3 separate regions of the Zea mays genome follow, and all the other regions are linked to region 2. The links are chromatin contacts, called in public Hi-C maps. All regions are on one chromosome and are shown on one strand. The core of a region is the stretch at or near the end of the contact, and the rest is flanking DNA. Distances in the headings are between cores, read along the strand shown. Region 1 has its middle 42 kb from the start of TRNAW-CCA. Region 2 has its middle 38 kb from the start of LOC100381684. Region 3 has its middle 7.5 kb from the start of LOC100277065.

Region 1 (3,360 bases), core at 833-3,332, 200 kb after region 2:
GGCGGCTGCGTTCTCGTCCTTTCAGGCGCCGATCTCGTTTTCAGGAGCAGCGGAGCGTAGTCAGAGCTACTGTGCTAGTGCTAGTAGTCGCTGCTGCTTTGTGTCGATCGAGATCGACGCTGACGGTGCTTTTACAAGATGACGAATCATTGATTTCTAATCTTTTCGATGTCCTATTAGTTGTCCTATGTTAAGGGCTAGTTTAGTAACTTCATTTTTTCAAGCGACCAAATTAAAATCCCTTGAAAAAATTGAGTTATCAAAATAGCCTTAAGAGTCTTTTTCTTTCGAATGTCTAAAAAATAAAAAAATACTCATCCAGTAACTATTTCTTTTGTTTTTATCATGTGTGTTGCAGGGTTAATAACCTAGATAGATTTCTAACAGAACATGCGGGTGTTTGAAGAAGCAAGTTTCGGACGACCATGGTGCACGTGCTTCGGACGAAGCATAATATAAACAACCTTTGAGGTCTAAGGAGCTAAACCGAGAGAAGGAGAAGGACAACCTTACCTCTGGCATGTACAATAGTTTGAATGTATAGGGATTAAGGATATAATTGTAAATTCGTCTGAAACATATCTCGAGCATATAAAAAGAGGAACAGTGTTATGCGTTGGAGACACTTTTTGGACGGGTGAAACTCATTTTTTTCTCTCTATACGAAGCTATAACTTATGTACTCCCTTGTACCCCCTCGTTGTAATTTTTACGAAGATGAACGTATATGTTCAATCTTTGAATTCATATAATAAGGAAGAGGGATTTCAACACATTCTGTCTTAAACCAAACCTACATAAGCAATTTCTTGTAATCATTGTATTTTGTTTAATTTCCTGTTTCATTATTTAATTTCTTGTAATCATTGTATTTTGTTTTTGTCTATGTTTGAATGACCCACTTACATAAGCAAATTTTTATCTTCATCCTTTCATTTTATCTTCTCTCCAAGAATGATAAAAGGGGATGACTATGAAGGTTGACCTGTTTATTTGTGTTGTCTTGATTTTTAATACATTTACGGGATTGAAATCAAGTGACTAACAGACACGGTCTTCAAAATTTAACTTTGACCAATGTTTTTCTATTAAAATACAATAAGCTCTTAATATATTTATACTTTTACAAAAGTATTTTTAAGACAAATCAGTGCTTAAATATTAGATTCCAAAACTAAATAACAAATTAGTTATTTGTAGTCAAAATTTTATAAATTTGATTTCAATTTATCTAAAACGTTAAGTAATAGTACAGCGGAGTTAGTATAGGTTTTCTAGTTCTGTTCCTAGCAGCACTATTTGATCGCAGCAGCAGGTTCCTTTTTGAAATTTACTGCCAGTAAAATAACCAATGGAAACGGCACTAGCCAGCCTGACACTCCGCTTTTGACCATCACCTCGCTTTGCAGGCAAGCGACGTGAACCATCATCGGCTACGGCTATGCATGTCTTGTCTGCAGAGAGGAGGACCAGCGTCTCCAGCTAGGCATCCAATCACACCATGATCCATGAACATACGCACTGGACTGTTTGGATAACATCCGAGATGATTCTTACTGATGTTTAATTTTCTGCTACAACTTAGCCGACTTTTATATTTGACACGCTAAGCTAGTTTAGAAACCACGTTTTTTCGAGTGAATTTTATTTTCATTGAGGAAATTAGTTCATTTTCTCTTGAAAAAATAGAAATCTGATGGAAAAATAGAGTTCCCAAATTAACTCTAAAAGTATGACATTTCTTCTTTTTTTCAACTCTTGCTGGATAAACAAAATCTCTAGTACAGTAAATTCTGTCGTAAACAAAACAAGCTCTCCAAACCTAGGGCCTGTTTATTCGTGGCTAACTATACCACACTTTGCCTAAGGTTAGTCGTTCAAATTGAAGAACTAATCTTATGCAGAAAAGTTAGGCAAAATGTGACAAATTAGGTAGGGAACCAAACATGCCTCTAACCGCGGGCAGCGGCGGCCTTCGTCGTCATGGTGGACAGCAACGCACGGGTCGGGCCAAGATAGCGTGGCAGGTCCGAGCAGGGCCTGCTTCACGATGGGCCTTGCCACCTCGGCACAATCCGCCCACTTCATAAAAACGTGGCGCGTCTGGGCGCCCATTGGGCCTTATCCCTAGGCAGAAACAACGCTGTGGAGCTCACGCAGTCGCACAGCGCCGTGTACGGCGGAAGACCGCGTGTTGGCCCACGTACGTATATATATGAGATAGCAACTCAACTGTAGAGATGCATGAATGCGCGTACAGACAGGAAAGAGAGAAACACGCTAATAGGTTAATGGTCCACGGTTGCCACAGAAAGATTCTGTGTCTTTTTCACCCTTTATTTCCGAAAGAGGAAACGGAGATGCATTTCGCCTTGGATGCATTGCATGCATGCATGGGAGCCATTGATGTGGAGTAACGACGGGGACGCCTCAATCAAAGCAAGACGTGTGGACATGGACGAGTAATTGTCAAAATTTTGTTGTTGTTGTTGTCGTCGACCGGCTCCTTTTGCCCTTGTCACTCGGAGACGGAGCACGGGAGCAGAGCGTGGCTTCATTTGCTGGTCTAGATCTGGACGCTACAATAATTTCTGACATCATCCAACAAAATAAAACTTGCTTACAACTATTTATTTTTGGCAAATGAAATACCACTGACGTACTGGCATATAGTTCGTACTAACGCTACAATCTCACGAAGAGGAGCGAAGAGACCAACAACGACAACGGTCAGGGGCGACGCCATATACACTTTGCCCGGTGGAGTGGCAAAAAAATATTTTCTATTAGCCAAATATATTTTGACCATATATTTCTAAGATCTTGTGTATATTCTTAATGTGTGCAATGTGGTGAAAGTGACATTGGCTTCGCCCCTGACAACGGTGGCACAAGGAGAGAGGTTGACAACGGCGGCGCTGAGGGTGGGCGGAGGGGTGGCTGCCCTGCCCCCGATTTCAAAGGGCCTAACCCTAGATATATACTTATATTGGCTAGACTATCTATTTATAGTCTATTAGTTCAGCGGTAAAGTGTCGAAAAATTGTCAACCACGATCCATATCCTGATCATATTTAAATATGATAGAAGAAATTTTTAAGGTAATAATATGTACTTTTTTATTTTTTTATTTGAGGTAAATATTTTTATATGTATATTGAGTGAAATGCCTATACATTAAACTTGTCTTGGGCCCCTAAAATCTCATGGGCGCCACCAGAGGGGAGGAGGCGACATGACACGATGGAGGCTGGGGGCGGCCGGGTCGTCGTAGGGGAAGGGGAGGGACGAGGGAGAAAGGATGATCCAAATAATATTGGTCATGTTTGTTTTAGTTTTTCGGCTTCTGGCCACCAGAAA
Region 2 (2,932 bases), core at 60-2,559:
AGCACTACGACAGTGACAATCGAAATTCTGAGAACCAGCTTGCTACCATATACTGCTAGTAGTAGCCAAATACTACGTGACATTTTTGTACGTACATGACATTTTTGTCCTTTGGGCACATCTATCGACTTCATTGCTTAGTTTCCCATAATCAGAAATAGGGTATACGTTTACTGCAGAAAATGATATGTCACATGCTAAGAAATGGATTTGTAAGAGCAACGCTGTCAGATTTATGCATTATCTTACTAGTGTTATCCAGATAACTATGATAAAATTTATTGGAGAAGTGGGAATCAAAATCCTCCAACACAACTCCAGAAGTTGATGTGTTCTACATTTGTTAATTGGTAACGTATCATGGTAATATAATGCGTCATGAGCAGAAGTCTTCAAGGGAAATAAAGAATGAAAGAATGTTATGGATGTACAAGAGAAAAAAGTTCCTCAAGCGAAGGAAGCAGCTATAAATCACGTATACTTGTAGATTATGTTTTTTCAAATTATGTTGTCGATTCTATAATATCCTTATTCATTTACATAATTATGTATTTCTTATTTTATTTGTTTGTTGGATGGTTGGTCAATTAATATTATTGGGACGAACTACCCGATAAATATCTGTTATCTACCCGAGTGATATCCGATACCCGTTTATTACCCGTCCGAATTATTAGCCGGTTCCGTCTTATATTCGTCTCGAATTTTAACTATCCGTATCCGGTCTCGTATCCGAGACAAATACATTGGAGGAGAATACGAGATGACCCTGTATTCTTTTTGAGTGGGCCGGTCCGCGTAAACTATGGAAATCCTGCCCACCCATGACTTGCACAAATGGGCTGAACGTCATAGAAGCCCACTTAAAGCCCCAAGCCTGGGAGTACGACTTATGTAGTATTCCACCAGATCGAAGATGACTGTCATTTGGTACGCGCAGCCATGTTTGGCCCATGGAAACACCCGTGAAAAACAACAAGCCTACAGCGGCCCGTTGCCAGTTATGTCTTTCGCCTCTCTCTCTAAACCGGTCAACCCTACCACGGAAGAATCTGATGGGCCTACGCTGCGTACTCTAACCGTCAATGCATTTTCTTTAAATTCTGCCATCTCCGTTCCAAACTACAAACTACAACTTGTTTTGAATTTTCTTTTCAAATACGTATTGTTGGTAACCAAAATGTGACCGAAACCATTGAAGATGGATTGGAAAATTATGTGTGAACAAAAATTATTGAATCCATGGGCCCATCCGTCAGTGGGTCCATGGGCCCGTGCGGTGGCCGTGACTGAAGTGTGGGATCCTTATGGTGGCGTACAAGAGCGGGGAGCATGTGGATGAGGGTAAGGCTTGTTAAGTTTAGGGTTATATGGGTAAATACCTGCTTTGCTCCTAAGGGGTCTCACATCTTTATATAAGAAACATCTTTATATAAGAAACCTGTATACTCTCTCATAATACAAAAAAGAGAAAGAGGCCAGAGGCCCAACCCTATACCCGGTGTCTCGTGTGTTTCCTCTATCGTGCTTATGGGAAGGGAGACGGGTCTTCTACAGCTTCTCGCGCCTCTACTGCTGACGGGAGGGAAGGGAGCGGATCTGGTGATCCGTGGTGACGTAGTTCTCAACACGTTATCAGCACGCTCTACCTCGATGTCGCTGCGGGATCAGATCTGCATCAACTCTCGTTAAGCCGGCAGGTCTTACGGCCTAGCCGAACTGTCCTACGCGACAGTCTTCGATTCTCTATCTACGCAAACAAACGGTATGTTTACTGATTGATCAGTTAGTTGTGCACGTGCTGTAATTTGTGTGCGACGAACTGCCATCGCCGTAGTGGTGCTCCGCTCATCGGGACCGCACTGCGCTAGCAGCCGTGCCTCGACTATGCCAGAGCCGTATCGGGGCCACACCCGAACAAGAGCATTCTATAAGATCCGGTTGCTCGGCGGCGTCGCTCGGCGCATCAGGTCGCTGGCTCCACGCGCATTTTTTGGATCTAGGAGACATGCACGCAGTTGCAGCCGCGAGACTTTCTCCTTGCCGTTGCTGACCTGCTGACCCGCGCACGTCTCCATACACATATGCATGATGCCATGCATCCCCTGCCGCATGAGTCAAACTAGGAAAAGATGCATGCGGCTAAGAAAACAATCATGCGTTGAGTATTTCATGTAAGTGACCGGTTGAGAAACAAAATAATTAAGCATGTTTTTTTATCTTAATCAGTTATTTTTCTATCGCAAATAATTAGTAGAAAAATACATGCTTGAATATGGTAAAATGATAGTTACACGTGATGTGTTATGCTCATGCATTAATTTTGGTGTTCGTTTTTTGCATTAATAATTATTTCCCGTAGTAAATAATTAGCAGAAAATTATTAAAATGGGTGTGCAGACTATACTGCGCAGACTAAAATCGCTCTAAATATTTATGATGTGTTGAGCTTTTGGACTCACGTTGAGCGATTAAATTGTATAGTGGGTACTCTGACATGTCGATCAGACTACGTTATTAATCGACCGAGTTATGGCATTGGCTGAGTATTGGCTGCACCCTGGCAACACGACACAGTATTTGTGTTGTACGAACTTGGCTGTGTCATGTGATTACTATGTCACACTCTCATTTAATCGGACCGCTCCCGTTGAGTCGAACCGCAATCGTCGAGTCACACATTTTTCGCAACCCTGTAGGAACTATCCGTCTGTCGTGATCATCGAGCCACAATTACGTCTGTTGCGCACGTTGTGTGGATTTATCGTGTACCCCAGCTACCGAGCCACAATTGTGCTTGTTATAAAGGCTTGTTGTGTTGTTGTAGCCCTGATGGCCGCACATATGTTGACGCCAGATACGCTAGAGCTTGTACTCACATGGAATGTGGTGGGTTATTCAAGCTCTAAAGTCACATTATTGCACAACCTTC
Region 3 (2,896 bases), core at 80-2,579, 140 kb after region 2:
AGATAGACAAAACAAACAAGATAATACTCTATCGAAATAGATCTACCCTATCCTAATTAGATCCATCTTATCTGAAAAAGACTCTATCTTATCTTATCCTAACCACTTTACTTATCTCAGAGTAACAACCATGATCCAAACCAAAATTAATTAGACCTTATCTAGTCTAATTTAGTCATACAATCTAATCTAATATGATCCAATCTAAAGTAAGTTACTTAATATGTTAGTTAATCCCGGTGAAATAAATTAGACCCTACTCCTATAAACTGTTTTAACCTAAATGGGTGACTTAGATCAACTCGGCCATACACAACAACTTGACCTACATAATAGGTTACATAACCTATCCAACCAATCTAGAAGCAAACAACCAAACTAGATTCTCACCAATCTCATTTAACTCATAACCACCTACTAAACTAGCTGCTCTACCTACTAAATTGGGACCTACAAATGTTCCATAACTACAGGTCCATAAATCTGATGGTAACACCAAGAAGGAAGAGAAATCAACCACGTCAAGGAAGGATATAGAAGTCACAGTGGATCTCGAGATGAATCAAGAACTCAACACTTCGCCTAGAGTCTTTCTTGGCACAAAACAAAAAACTTTCTTACCCCTACTTATCCTTGCTTTAACCATATCTTGTTTTAAACCTAAAAGATACCCAAGCTTCCTTAAAAGCACATGTTAATTAATACTTAAATAAAATCCCTTCGATTTTTGAACTAATTAAGAAACAAAAAGGGTAAATCGTAAACCAAAACTGTTGCATTCCTTTTATTACTAATCTCGAGGACAAGATTATTTTAAGGGGGTAGGATTTGTAACACCCCAAAATATCATTTTGGGTAATTTAGAAAAAAAATATTCTAAAGTAAAAATAGTTATGTTTTGAAACAAGTGGTTAAATAAAAGATCCAAATATGAATGATTGACGTAGTAAACTATGTAGAATTAGTTAAACAATCTATTAGTAAAAGATTATGCATTAGAAAATCTTTTCTATCAAAATAGATGAATATGAACTTTTGAATATACTTTAAATTTGACTACAAATAATGTGTGTATATGTTGCATATTGGAGACATTCTTAAATAAATAAAGTATTTAATACTAAAATATAATTGCATTTCATGCTGAATTTTTGTATGTGCATTTGAACTAAAATCCTAAATTTGAATCTTGTGTAAAATTAGAAATTCCAAATAGTTCAAAAGAAAAATAGAAAACTGAAAAGAAAAAGGGGGAGGGGCAGACCTGCGCCTCGGCCCAAAACTCCCTGGCCGGCCCATTTGCTTTCCCCCACGACATCCCATCTTCTCTCCTGCGGTCCTGCCCTTGTTTTTCTCTATATGCCATTGACCGGTGGGCCCGACGCCGAAGGAGGGGGTTCTTCTTCCAGCTCGTTTGCCCTGCCGTAGATGCAAAGACAACCCGAGAAAACAAAGAATTCCCAGAAATTTGGGATTTCGGTTGAGATCCTAACCAACTCGGGTATAAAATCTGGTGCCTGGGGTGTTTTCTCGACCGTCATCTCAACGTCGCGCAAAGGGAGAGAAGGGACCCGAGTTGTCGCTGCATACCACCGTCCGCCAGGGGCCGCCACCATGGCTTCTCGCCGATGTGGCTGTTTGGGGCATACGCGGAGGCCTAGGAGCATCACTGAGTTCCTAGGGAGGGAATCATGGCTGCGTCTGGGAGTATTGTCAACCAGGCAGGGTGGAATCCCTCGACAGAGAATCGCCACCTCCAACAAGTCGCTACCCGTCGTGGCCAACAATTGTTGTTGTTCATATCGCAGGTAACGATATCCTAGCCGCTTGGCCTTAATGCCCTCTGCGTTTAGCACCTTCCAACGCGTTGAATGGGGCATTGGGGGCATGGATGGGCTGCCTCGCCGGCGAGCCACCGCCGTGGTGCATGCCCCACCGCCGTGTTCGGGTATTGAATGGAGGCGATGGCCGCTGGCCATTTATCGGCCAGTTGACGGCTCCGATTAGAAGTTGAGGAGATGGAGTTCTGGCCATCCATCCTAGATGTGCGGCCAAGATCCTGTCATGCGATGATTGAATCTGAACCGTAGAGCTGCATCGAAGTGGCTGGGAATCGTCGTGGTTGTGGTCGATTACCAGCCATTGATCTCTAATTGCGCAGTCGTCGATGGATACTGGTTCGGGTTTTTTTCATAACCATTGATCTCAGATCGTGTGGATCTGAGCACTCGCGTGTGTATAGGCTCTGCTGTGGCGGAATTGCATAAGAGACCTTGGATTCTTGTTCAATCAACCCGCCATCCTTTCTCCGTTGAAACTAATCACAAACCAATCCCAAGTATTTTCATATATGCCCCTAGAAGTTATTTCTAGTACAAAATAAATACTAAAATGGTTAGGAAACTTGTAAAATTCATATATGTTATGTTTTAACTCCAATTTGACCCATTCAAATTGTGTTAGCTTCGTAAGAATGTTTCCTATGTCTCTGTAACAATACTTTATCAAATAACATGGTTTCAAAAATAAATATTCATTTAACATATGCTTAATGGATTAAACCTTATAAACAAAGTTAATATATCCATAATAATAGTGTGACTAAAATATAACCTCTAGTCGAATTATAAACTAGATTAAAGATAAATTACTTATTTATTTGTCACAACCCTTCTGACTTATATTAATCAATAAAGAATAAAAGATTTACTATTTAACCACCTAAAACTTGAGAATATTATATCTTTTTAACCGTAACTTCGATTTTAGCCGTTCTCGAACATGCGCTCTTGTAGCATCGCGTATAACATTATTATGCAGTTTGTTCTTATGTTTGGTATGATGTTAATTTTGCCTATACCATGTTTGTTTTTATTGCTACGACTAGCAGTTAGGT

The links. Hi-C and Micro-C count contacts between places; a contact is called where the count stands out from the background.
Region 1: a contact with region 2 is called in a Hi-C map of ear, with 2.6 times the contacts expected there. The contact joins two enhancer-like sites. A contact is called at or near these places in 2 of 25 Hi-C or Micro-C datasets (ear and tassel).
Region 3: a contact with region 2 is called in a Hi-C map of tassel, with 2.6 times the contacts expected there. The contact joins two enhancer-like sites. A contact is called at or near these places in 2 of 25 Hi-C or Micro-C datasets (ear and tassel).

What each region holds. Positions count from the first base shown.
Region 1 is chr1:95,338,504-95,341,863 of Zm-B73-REFERENCE-NAM-5.0, forward strand. No RefSeq gene overlaps it. Among protein-coding and RNA genes, the nearest start is that of TRNAW-CCA, 42 kb to the left of the region's middle. Within about 2 kb of position 2,083, at least 17 of the 20 cell types and tissues checked have an H3K27ac peak or open chromatin away from gene starts, as enhancers often do. A contact at or near this core is called in ear and tassel, where this site is marked.
Region 2 is chr1:95,137,357-95,140,288 of Zm-B73-REFERENCE-NAM-5.0, forward strand. No RefSeq gene overlaps it. Among protein-coding and RNA genes, the nearest start is that of LOC100381684, 38 kb to the left of the region's middle. Within about 2 kb of position 1,310, at least 17 of the 20 cell types and tissues checked have an H3K27ac peak or open chromatin away from gene starts, as enhancers often do. A contact at or near this core is called in ear and tassel, where this site is marked.
Region 3 is chr1:95,275,697-95,278,592 of Zm-B73-REFERENCE-NAM-5.0, forward strand. No RefSeq gene overlaps it. Among protein-coding and RNA genes, the nearest start is that of LOC100277065, 7.5 kb to the right of the region's middle. Within about 2 kb of position 1,330, at least 18 of the 20 cell types and tissues checked have an H3K27ac peak or open chromatin away from gene starts, as enhancers often do. A contact at or near this core is called in ear and tassel, where this site is marked.